Regions from separate parts of the Mus musculus genome. Here region 1 is linked to region 2. A link is a contact called in public HiChIP or PLAC-seq data. All regions are on one chromosome and are shown on one strand. Each heading gives the region's core, a stretch centred on a gene start, on an enhancer-like site or on the middle of the called end of the contact. The rest is flanking DNA. Distances are from core to core; before and after follow the strand shown.

Region 1 (4,079 bases), core at 1,123-3,622, 340 kb after region 2:
AGAGAAAAGTCCATGAGGCCTCAACCCTACACAAAGAATTATAGGTAACTGGTGAAAGCTGGGATCAGGAATGGTCAGCCCTGAAAGTATACATACAAGTACCGTTACATGGCCTGAAGGATTATATGTAGGAATATATATTGCGCGCACACATACACACACACACACACACACACACACACACACACACACACATATATATACATATATATGCAGCCATATTCTGTCTAGGCCACTCTTACTCAGACTGGCCAGCCCTCAGGGCCAATTCTCACTACCTTTAATCCATGGTGTCAGTCATGGGATTAGTGAGGAAAAAAAGGCATGAGTTTGAAGGAGAGTGAGGAAGGATAATACAGAACATTTTGGAAGGGGAAAAAAGGAACAGAGAAATACTATAATTATATTATAATCTCAAAAACATTTTAAAGTGCTTTGAAAATGTATATTGTGAGATCAAAAAATAAAAAATGTATAACCATAACTGACTAGCTCAATAAATAAATTATCGTCAAAGAAACAGAGGGCAAGAACTGTAACAGCAGCAAGTCATTGCAAGGGATGAGGTGGCTCTGGAAGCCTGTGAGAAAAGTGGAAGCTGAAGCCCAGAGTGGAAACTTTCTCTTGAAATGCTCACAAGTGTGAGAGAACAGGGAAAGGCCGCGGTTCTTCCCGGGTGAGTCAGCGTGTTTAGAAGGCTGGGGAAAGGAGGTTGAGCAACTGCCTTCATTCCACTTGACCCAACTCTTATCAACTGGGAGTGGGCTTTTAACCAGGCTTCTCTTTCCGTGCCTGCAATTCCCACAAACATGGTCCCTCGGCTTCCCAGGCTTTTCCTGTAATTTCCACCACGGGCTCTTCACAGTTCACCAGCAAAAGGGGACACTCTCTCCTGATTTCTGACCACCTGAACAAAGCCACAGGTTCATGACCCCTAGCTGGCAAAGAGGTGCTTTTTTGTAATTTTCAGAGGGCAGTGAGCTCTCTTTGGCAGGAAGTTAAGGAAGTTATGGTGGACATAAAAAAGGAAACAAAGAAAAACATTGCCTAATAAACCAAAGCCAGAGATAGAGCAAACTGCCATGAGACACCTCAGAGAGAGTGACCAAGCATGAGCTGGTGCCACCAGAAACAGAGAGCCAAGCGTCTCCCAGGTCACAACCTGCCAAACGGTGGGCCCTGGGGTGCCAGTGGAAGGCAAGGGAGCTGAGGGTAGATAGTAGTAGGGACAGCAGAGGAGTAAGGGAAAGGGAGGGCTGGAGAAGGGGGGGGGGAGAGGAAAGGGTGGAGAAGAGGCAGGAGGAATGGCAGAGGTTGACTTTACAGAGCTAGGCCACTCTGTAGGGGGAGGTTTTCCCAGCTCTATATATGGAGCCTTGAGGATGGGAGTTGAAGGGAGATCCTGTCCAGACAGCCCAAGGAAACAACCAAAGAAACAAATTAAGGCCGTGGATGTGGCCTGAAAATGAGACCTCGGGCAGCAGAACGCAGGGTGGGACATGAAATAGAAAAATTAGGATAAAATATGCAGGTGGTAGATGCAATTTTGCAACTCTGTACTCTTGAAATAGAAACCTACTGCCCTTTGTCAGTACATAGCCTGATTGCAACTTAGTTCCCTGTCAGTTCCTTCTGCCCAGAAGCTACAGTTTTAATGAAGCAGTTTTCTAGTCTTGTATATAACACCTTGCTTGGTCCAATGTCTACAATGCTAGGACCATAACATCCCACCACTGGGTATCACTGTCAGTACAATGGCTTTCCCCATCACATTCCTAAATTCTTGCCAGAGGTACATGAGAGGTCCTGTTAAGGTGTGCTATAAAGAGTGTTCTCTTTTTCTAGACTTTGCACTCCAAGTTAAGAGTCAATGGTGCAAAGTAATTAGGCAATGTTACTGTCAGAATTCACACATGAGAGGTGTTACCCACAGTTAGGGGGAAGCTAGAAGAGGTTTTCTGCTGTGTGACCTCCACTGTTGGTAGGTTTGAAGTCAACTGAGAGCAGGTGTTATGGTGTCACTCTCACAAACTGAGGGAGCTTTCCAAGGACATTTTATAGGACCAGGTTTTATCTTAGTAACATCTAACTTTGAGGGCTTTGAGATCTATCAGAGGACATATGTGTGACATATTGAATGGCACTAGTTTTAGCTGATGGAGTGGAAAGATTGCTCTCAAGCACTCTGGACTTGTGGCCTCATCTGATGTCTTAACAAAGCTGTTGAGAGTCCACAGACAAAAATGAGCCAAGGGCTCAGGGTTTGCTTTTATTTTTCTCCCTTTCCTTGTGGTGAGCTGATACTGCTCAACACTAGGCATCAACAGCCTTGAGAAGTGTCTTTAGCAACTTCCCTTTCTAAGAAATCTGCCCTGTGAGGAGAATCAGAAGTTCTGACAGGGTTTTGGTTTTGTTTCATTCCAACAAGGCCCCTGCTGTTGACAGTGAGAAAGGAGTTGGCAGTTCCCAGAGGAATTGAATGACTGAGTCAGAGCAGTGTCTACAGACACATAACTCAGCACCAGGCACATGTGAGTGCAATAAAATACATCACTGCTGTCAGATTCAAGGCTGAGGAAAGTCAGACTCAATAAAACAGAATACACTGTATGGCTCTGTGTAGAAGCCGAGAGATGGTAGCTGGGAGACACGGGTTGCAAAACAACAGCCATGCAAACTCCTGGGGACATAGAAATATCTTGAGTGAGAGCTCTATGTATGTGTGTGTGTGTGTGTAGTGTATGTGTAGTGTGTGTGTGTAGTGTGTGTGTGTGTGTGTGTGTGTGTGTGTAGTGTGTAGTGTGTAGTGTGTAGTGTGTAGTGTGTGTGTGTATAGTGTGTATACATTTGTGAATTCCACATTCTCAGATTCAACCAACCATGGATCAAGAATATTCAGAAAAATATCGCACCTCACTAAACATGGAAGAATTTGTAGATTTTTCCTTGTCATTGTTTCTTGAATCGAATGCTATAACCACTTTTATAGCACTTACAATGCATTAGGTGTCATAAAAATCTAAAGATGATTTAAATTTTCAGGATGGTATGTGTAGGTATATGAAGATAATCACTCTGTCTTGTATCAGGGATTTGAGCACTGGTGGATTTTGTTTTCCTTGGAGTATCCTGACACTGATCCCTGCAGACACTGAGGGAAGAGCATATATATAAACACACACACACACACACACACACACACACACACACACACACATGCATATTTGCCAAGTGTCATCAACCTATATTTTTCAAATCTGAAATGTTCTATGAGCATTATGTTTGTTTTAGTTTCATGTTAAGAGAGAGCCTTACTGTGTACTGCATTGTGGCCTCGAGCTCTCAAGATCCTTCTGCCTGGGTCTCCCATACGTCAGGGATAAAAGCATGCACCACCATGCCTAGCTGAAAAGCACTGCTTTATATTATACAGCAGTAACTTACGGATTGCCATTTAAAAGTAGCAATCTACTTTTTTGGGTTGAATCAAGAAGAGAACACTCAAAGAAGTCATTCCCCATCAGCCCCAGTGGCCTTATGACTCTGCCCTTTCCTGACACGCCCTGCTGTTGGGAACCTTCATTCATTCTTTTGAAACTCTGTATTTTTCCAAATAAATCGCCCCAGCTTTCTCCAAGTTGCTGTTGCAATACCAGAGGACGAGATTACAGATTGAGACGAGCCTTTCCCAGAAAACTATTCTGTAACAGCATAGCAGATGCTAATTAGAGTTACACCCCAAGTTGTTGTTACGTGGCCCGGCCATCTTACAAGCACTTCTGTATAAAGGCTGGCCATAAGCACCAATGTAAGCCAAAGCAAGCCAGGCCAGTGTTCGAATCCGGCCACCCACTCTACTTCTTCCCCAGTCCTGACTCCTCCTCCTCAAGCGCCTTCCCTGGAGTGAGAGCTCATAAGAAGCCTGTGACTCAGGGACTGTGGCTGTCACAGAAAGAGGACACAGAAAGGCCTGGTGTGGGAAGCAATGACTTTGCTGACCATGTGGCAGTTTATACAGCCTTGCCCCCTTCTTCTTTGAAGACTGACCCAGGCAGAAGTCAGCTGTCTATTCAGCAGCT
Region 2 (4,183 bases), core at 1,125-3,624:
ACTCCAGATTCCTAGTGAAGCTTCCTGAGTGCTGGGTGCTGGGATTATAGACGCGTGCCACCATGCCCAGCTAAGGACTGACAGCTTCAGCACGGATTTGTTAATAAGGCTGCCATTAGCTCATCCTAAAGCACCAGAGAAAGCTGTTAGGCTGTGTGTGAAATCACTTGCCTTGACTGAGAGCAGCTGTGAGCTACAGCTTGAGGAATGCAGATGGTATGTATACATAAGAGTGGACTGGAGAGATGGCTCAGCAGTTAAGAGCACTGACTGCTCTTCCACAGATCATGAGTTCAATTCCCAGCAACCACATGGTGGCTCACAAGCATCTGTAATAGGATCTGATGCCCTCTCCTGGTGTGTCTGAAGACAGCTACAGTGTACTCACATATATAAAATAAATAAATCTTAAAAAAAAAGTGTTAACTCATTCTCTTAAGCATTGGAACACCATGGTACTAATACTGTTCTGAAATCTTGTTGATAAAACTGGTTTAACTCACTTTCATTCACTTCCTTTGGCTTCATCAACTGTCTATTGTGGGTAGGATATTGTGTTTGTGGAGGAGGGAGAAACAGATAAAAGCCATTTCATCCCTTTTCTTGCAAGGTCTATAGTCTAGAGCAAGGACAGTCTGAATGTCAGGATTGAGGAAGTATCATTGTTGTTTAGTGTTTAGAAGCCAGGGGTGCTGCTAAGCATAATGAGCAGAATTGTGCCTCACTCCTGCATACGGACAAACTGACTGACCCACCGACCAACCAACTGTCTTAGTCACTATACTATTGCTGTGAAGAGATACCATGACCAGGGCAGTACTTATAAGCTTGTAAATGCTAAGTTAAGCTAAGCATTTAGTTGAGGGCTTGCTTATAGTTTCAGAGGTTTAGTCCATTATCACCATGACAGGGAGCACAGCGGTGTGCAGGCTGATACGATACTGCAGAAGTAGCTGAAAGTTGTACATCTGGATCCACAGGTATCAGGAAGGGAGAGACACTGGACCTGGGTTGGGCTTTTGAAAGTTCAAAGCCTACCCACAGTGACACACACACTCTAATAAGGCCACACTTCCCAATTCCTCTCAAGTAAATGCCACTGTGATGACTAAGCATTCACATATATGAGCCTAAGGGGCCATTCCTATTGAAACGCCACACAAACATACACACATACTAACCAACCCAAAGTCTCAGTGGTGCCAAGGTAAGAAGCCTGCTCTAGACAGATGGGAAATCCTGGGCACAGCTCTGTAATTGAAGAAAATGCTCACAGTGAGAGCCTTGGGATCTTCATTCACAATCACAGCATCACCGGGGACCTTTATTAGAAATCCACGTCATCGCCTTGATCCCTAGTCAAGAGTGCGGTTTCAGAAATGTCATGAACAACTTACTAATATCAACATCCAGAAGCAAAACACCCAGAAAATTAAACTACCTTAAAGACAAAAGTACCTACTAGGTGTTTAAATGAATTTTGGTTGCCTCAAGCCCTGCAGTCATCTGCTGAGCAAATGATGCACAGTGCCTGCATCTGTGCCCAGCACCTAGCATGGTGCTAGCGTGGAATCCAGAGGCAAAAGAAGCTGCCATTAGCTGGAACAGTGGGCAAATAGATTGTCAGAATAGCAAGATGTATACGAAAATGGATAACTTGGCCTAATTGGTTTTTGTTGTTTATCACTGATATGCATATTTATCCAGCAACATGTTGGTTGGGTACATTAGCACTGTGCGTGAATATAAACCTTTCAGGATGTAACTCCATTGAGTTTCTCATTTTGTAGCCAGACAAAATTTTCTTCTGGTTGTTACATAGGAGGGAATTGATGTGGGAACCCTGCTAAAATCGACCTGCAACACTTTCCTGAAGACCTTGGAAGAATGCATGCAGATTGCAAACGCAGCCTTTACCTCCGAACTGCTTTACCATACACCCCCAGGGTCCCCTCAACTAGCGGTGCTTAAGTCCAGCAAGGTAAAAGCCCAGCTCCCTTTCTGTCCCGCAGCCCTGTGGCAAAGTTTAAGGATATACATTGTCATGCCTGTTTGAGAGTAGTTTGCTTTCTGTCCACTTTTGTGTCTGTCTTTGGTCCCATGTCTAGTTTGGGTATTTTTAGCAGTTTGACCCCACATAGTTTTCTACTCTAACCTCTTCTCTCTAACTTCCTAGAGTCTTCCCTAGATCAGTGCTATCCTACCTAGTCACGGTCAGCCTGACCCCTCCATTAGCCAAGAGTAATGAGTGTGAATTGGATTTTATCTAAAGCTTTTGGTCATTTCCTCATGGCCTGTAAGCTAAGACCAAGCTTCGTAACCTCTCCCTGTGTCAGCTGCTCCCCTCCTCCCCCGCGCCCCTCCCCGTGCCTAGCCTGAATGTGCCATTGCTTATGCCATCTTCCGGTGCTGAGCATGCTGTCGCTGTCTCTGCTTCTCTCTTGGTCAGCCCCTATTTATCTTCCCTTAGTCTTCTCTCAGTGCCTAGGTTGGGCTAAGAGGACCTCCTCTCATACACTCCCTGTTTCAGCTCTAACTTCTACTGAAGTTGGCTTAAGGGCAGAAATTCTGTCTGTAATGCTTACCTTCATATCTTTAGTGTTAGATACAATACTGCAGCACAATTTGCTGCCAATGCTAAAAACAGCTAACACACTATAAAGAAAGCTAGTCATTAGGAATTGGGCTGTGGTAGTGAGATCTTTCAAACCCCTGTCTTCCTTTCCTAAGAGATTTGGGTGCACCTTTATTGGACGAGACCTAGGAGTCTTTCTTTCCTTGAGGAGGGCAATATACACTCTGTCTCTGGTGACCACTTTCTTATGTGATGACATTCTAAATAACACTCTGTTGAAGGTTGAACACATAAACTTTCATTTCTTTGTTTTCTCTTTTTAAAGATGAAACATCCCATCATACCAATTCATAATTCGTTGGAAAGGTATAGTAACTTTTATTTTTCTTCTTTCTAAAAGTTAAAAGTCACTGTGTTCCTTGTTTTTAAAAAAAGGAGTGGTATAGTGACGGTGGTTTGTGATGGTGTCAGAAGCAAATGACCTGACTTCCATCTGAGACGCTGAACCACAAGTGGATTTGGCAGAAATGAGCAGATGTGGCCATTTCCCTAGGAAATGAGTCTTGTCAGCACATCTACTAACTTAGTCTGTCTAGAGTTGCTGAGGCTTGGAACTTTTCTTGAAGAAGAGCTGAATGTTGATTTCAACGTGCCTTTCCCCAGGGAACATAGTATTGTTGCTCTGTCTCATTTAGAGATGGAGTCTTAGTAGCACATAATTCAGAAGATAACTTGCTAGCAAAATATAAACTACACTTGATTTTTTGCCAAAAGGCCATGAAACGATACAAAATATAAACTAATACCATTCCTCTAAATGATTCTTTGATTTAAAAACATGTATACAGTATAGACAACTGCAAGTTTATGTAGCTCAGAGGTACAGTGCTCATCTAGCATGTGTGTGCCCTTGAGTCTGATCTAAGTGTCACCAAGAATGGAAACGCTTCCCGTCTCACTACTGTCAGGTCTTTACTTATAAAAATAAAATAGAATAAAATAGTGTGGCACTTCTGTGAATTGACACAGTACAGATTATCCTTTTAAATTGTTAACAGTCCATCCTTTGATATGCTATGTACGTGTATGCGTTTTGATTCCTTATCCTTATTACAAAGATTGTCCTCAATTTGGACATTGCTACTTTTTTCCTTTTCAAATATTTTTACTAAAAACATTTTTATGAATTTCTATTTCTTTAAGACTGGCTTTATCTATGTTTACATTTTGAGTTGTGGGTTTGAAATGCATATTTTCTTTGACTAGAATCACTGTGTACCTTGGATGCTGTTCTGTTACTGCTTTAAGTTGACTTATAATAATATATTACATCCTTTTAGCAGAGTCAGCTGTTTCATTTAAATGTTAAAGCGCTTTTTTCTGCTGCCCTGATGTGTGCTCAGTCCCTTGGGATATGCTGTGATCCTCCTGTGTGCCTTTCTCAGAGACTTTCTGCTGACCACAGCATGTCACTTCAGACAGTTAACTGCTAAGCAAACATGTTTAAGTAGCCATGTGTCATTAAGAAAAGCCTCCCAGGGAGAAGTTGAAGAAAGTCAAGTAAGTGTTAAATTTGGCACCTGGAGAAAGCCTATTATAAACTAAAGA

The links. HiChIP or PLAC-seq counts read pairs in DNA pulled down with a chosen protein or histone mark.
Region 1: a contact with region 2 is called in an H3K27ac HiChIP or PLAC-seq map of microglia, with 5 times the contacts expected there. The contact joins two enhancer-like sites. A contact is called at or near these places in 1 of 15 datasets of contacts at CTCF or cohesin (the NIH/3T3 cell line), 3 of 115 datasets of contacts at active chromatin or transcription factors (embryonic stem cells, microglia and stem cell-derived neural progenitor cells) and 1 of 9 other capture datasets (adipose tissue).

What each region holds. Positions count from the first base shown.
Region 1 is chr6:54,954,184-54,958,262 of GRCm38.p6, forward strand. The region is part of intron 1 of Nod1 (nucleotide-binding oligomerization domain containing 1); the gene reads right to left. Among named protein-coding and RNA genes, the nearest start is that of Nod1, 16 kb to the right of the region's middle. Within about 2 kb of position 2,373, at least 136 of the 459 cell types and tissues checked have an H3K27ac peak or open chromatin away from gene starts, as enhancers often do. A contact at or near this core is called in microglia, where this site is marked.
Region 2 is chr6:54,617,372-54,621,554 of GRCm38.p6, forward strand. Plekha8 (pleckstrin homology domain containing, family A (phosphoinositide binding specific) member 8) reads left to right here. Exons shown (of 14, transcript NM_001164361.1): 5 at 1,823-1,981; 6 at 2,901-2,941. Among named protein-coding and RNA genes, the nearest start is that of Plekha8, 24 kb to the left of the region's middle. Within about 2 kb of position 2,375, at least 6 of the 459 cell types and tissues checked have an H3K27ac peak or open chromatin away from gene starts, as enhancers often do. A contact at or near this core is called in microglia, where this site is marked.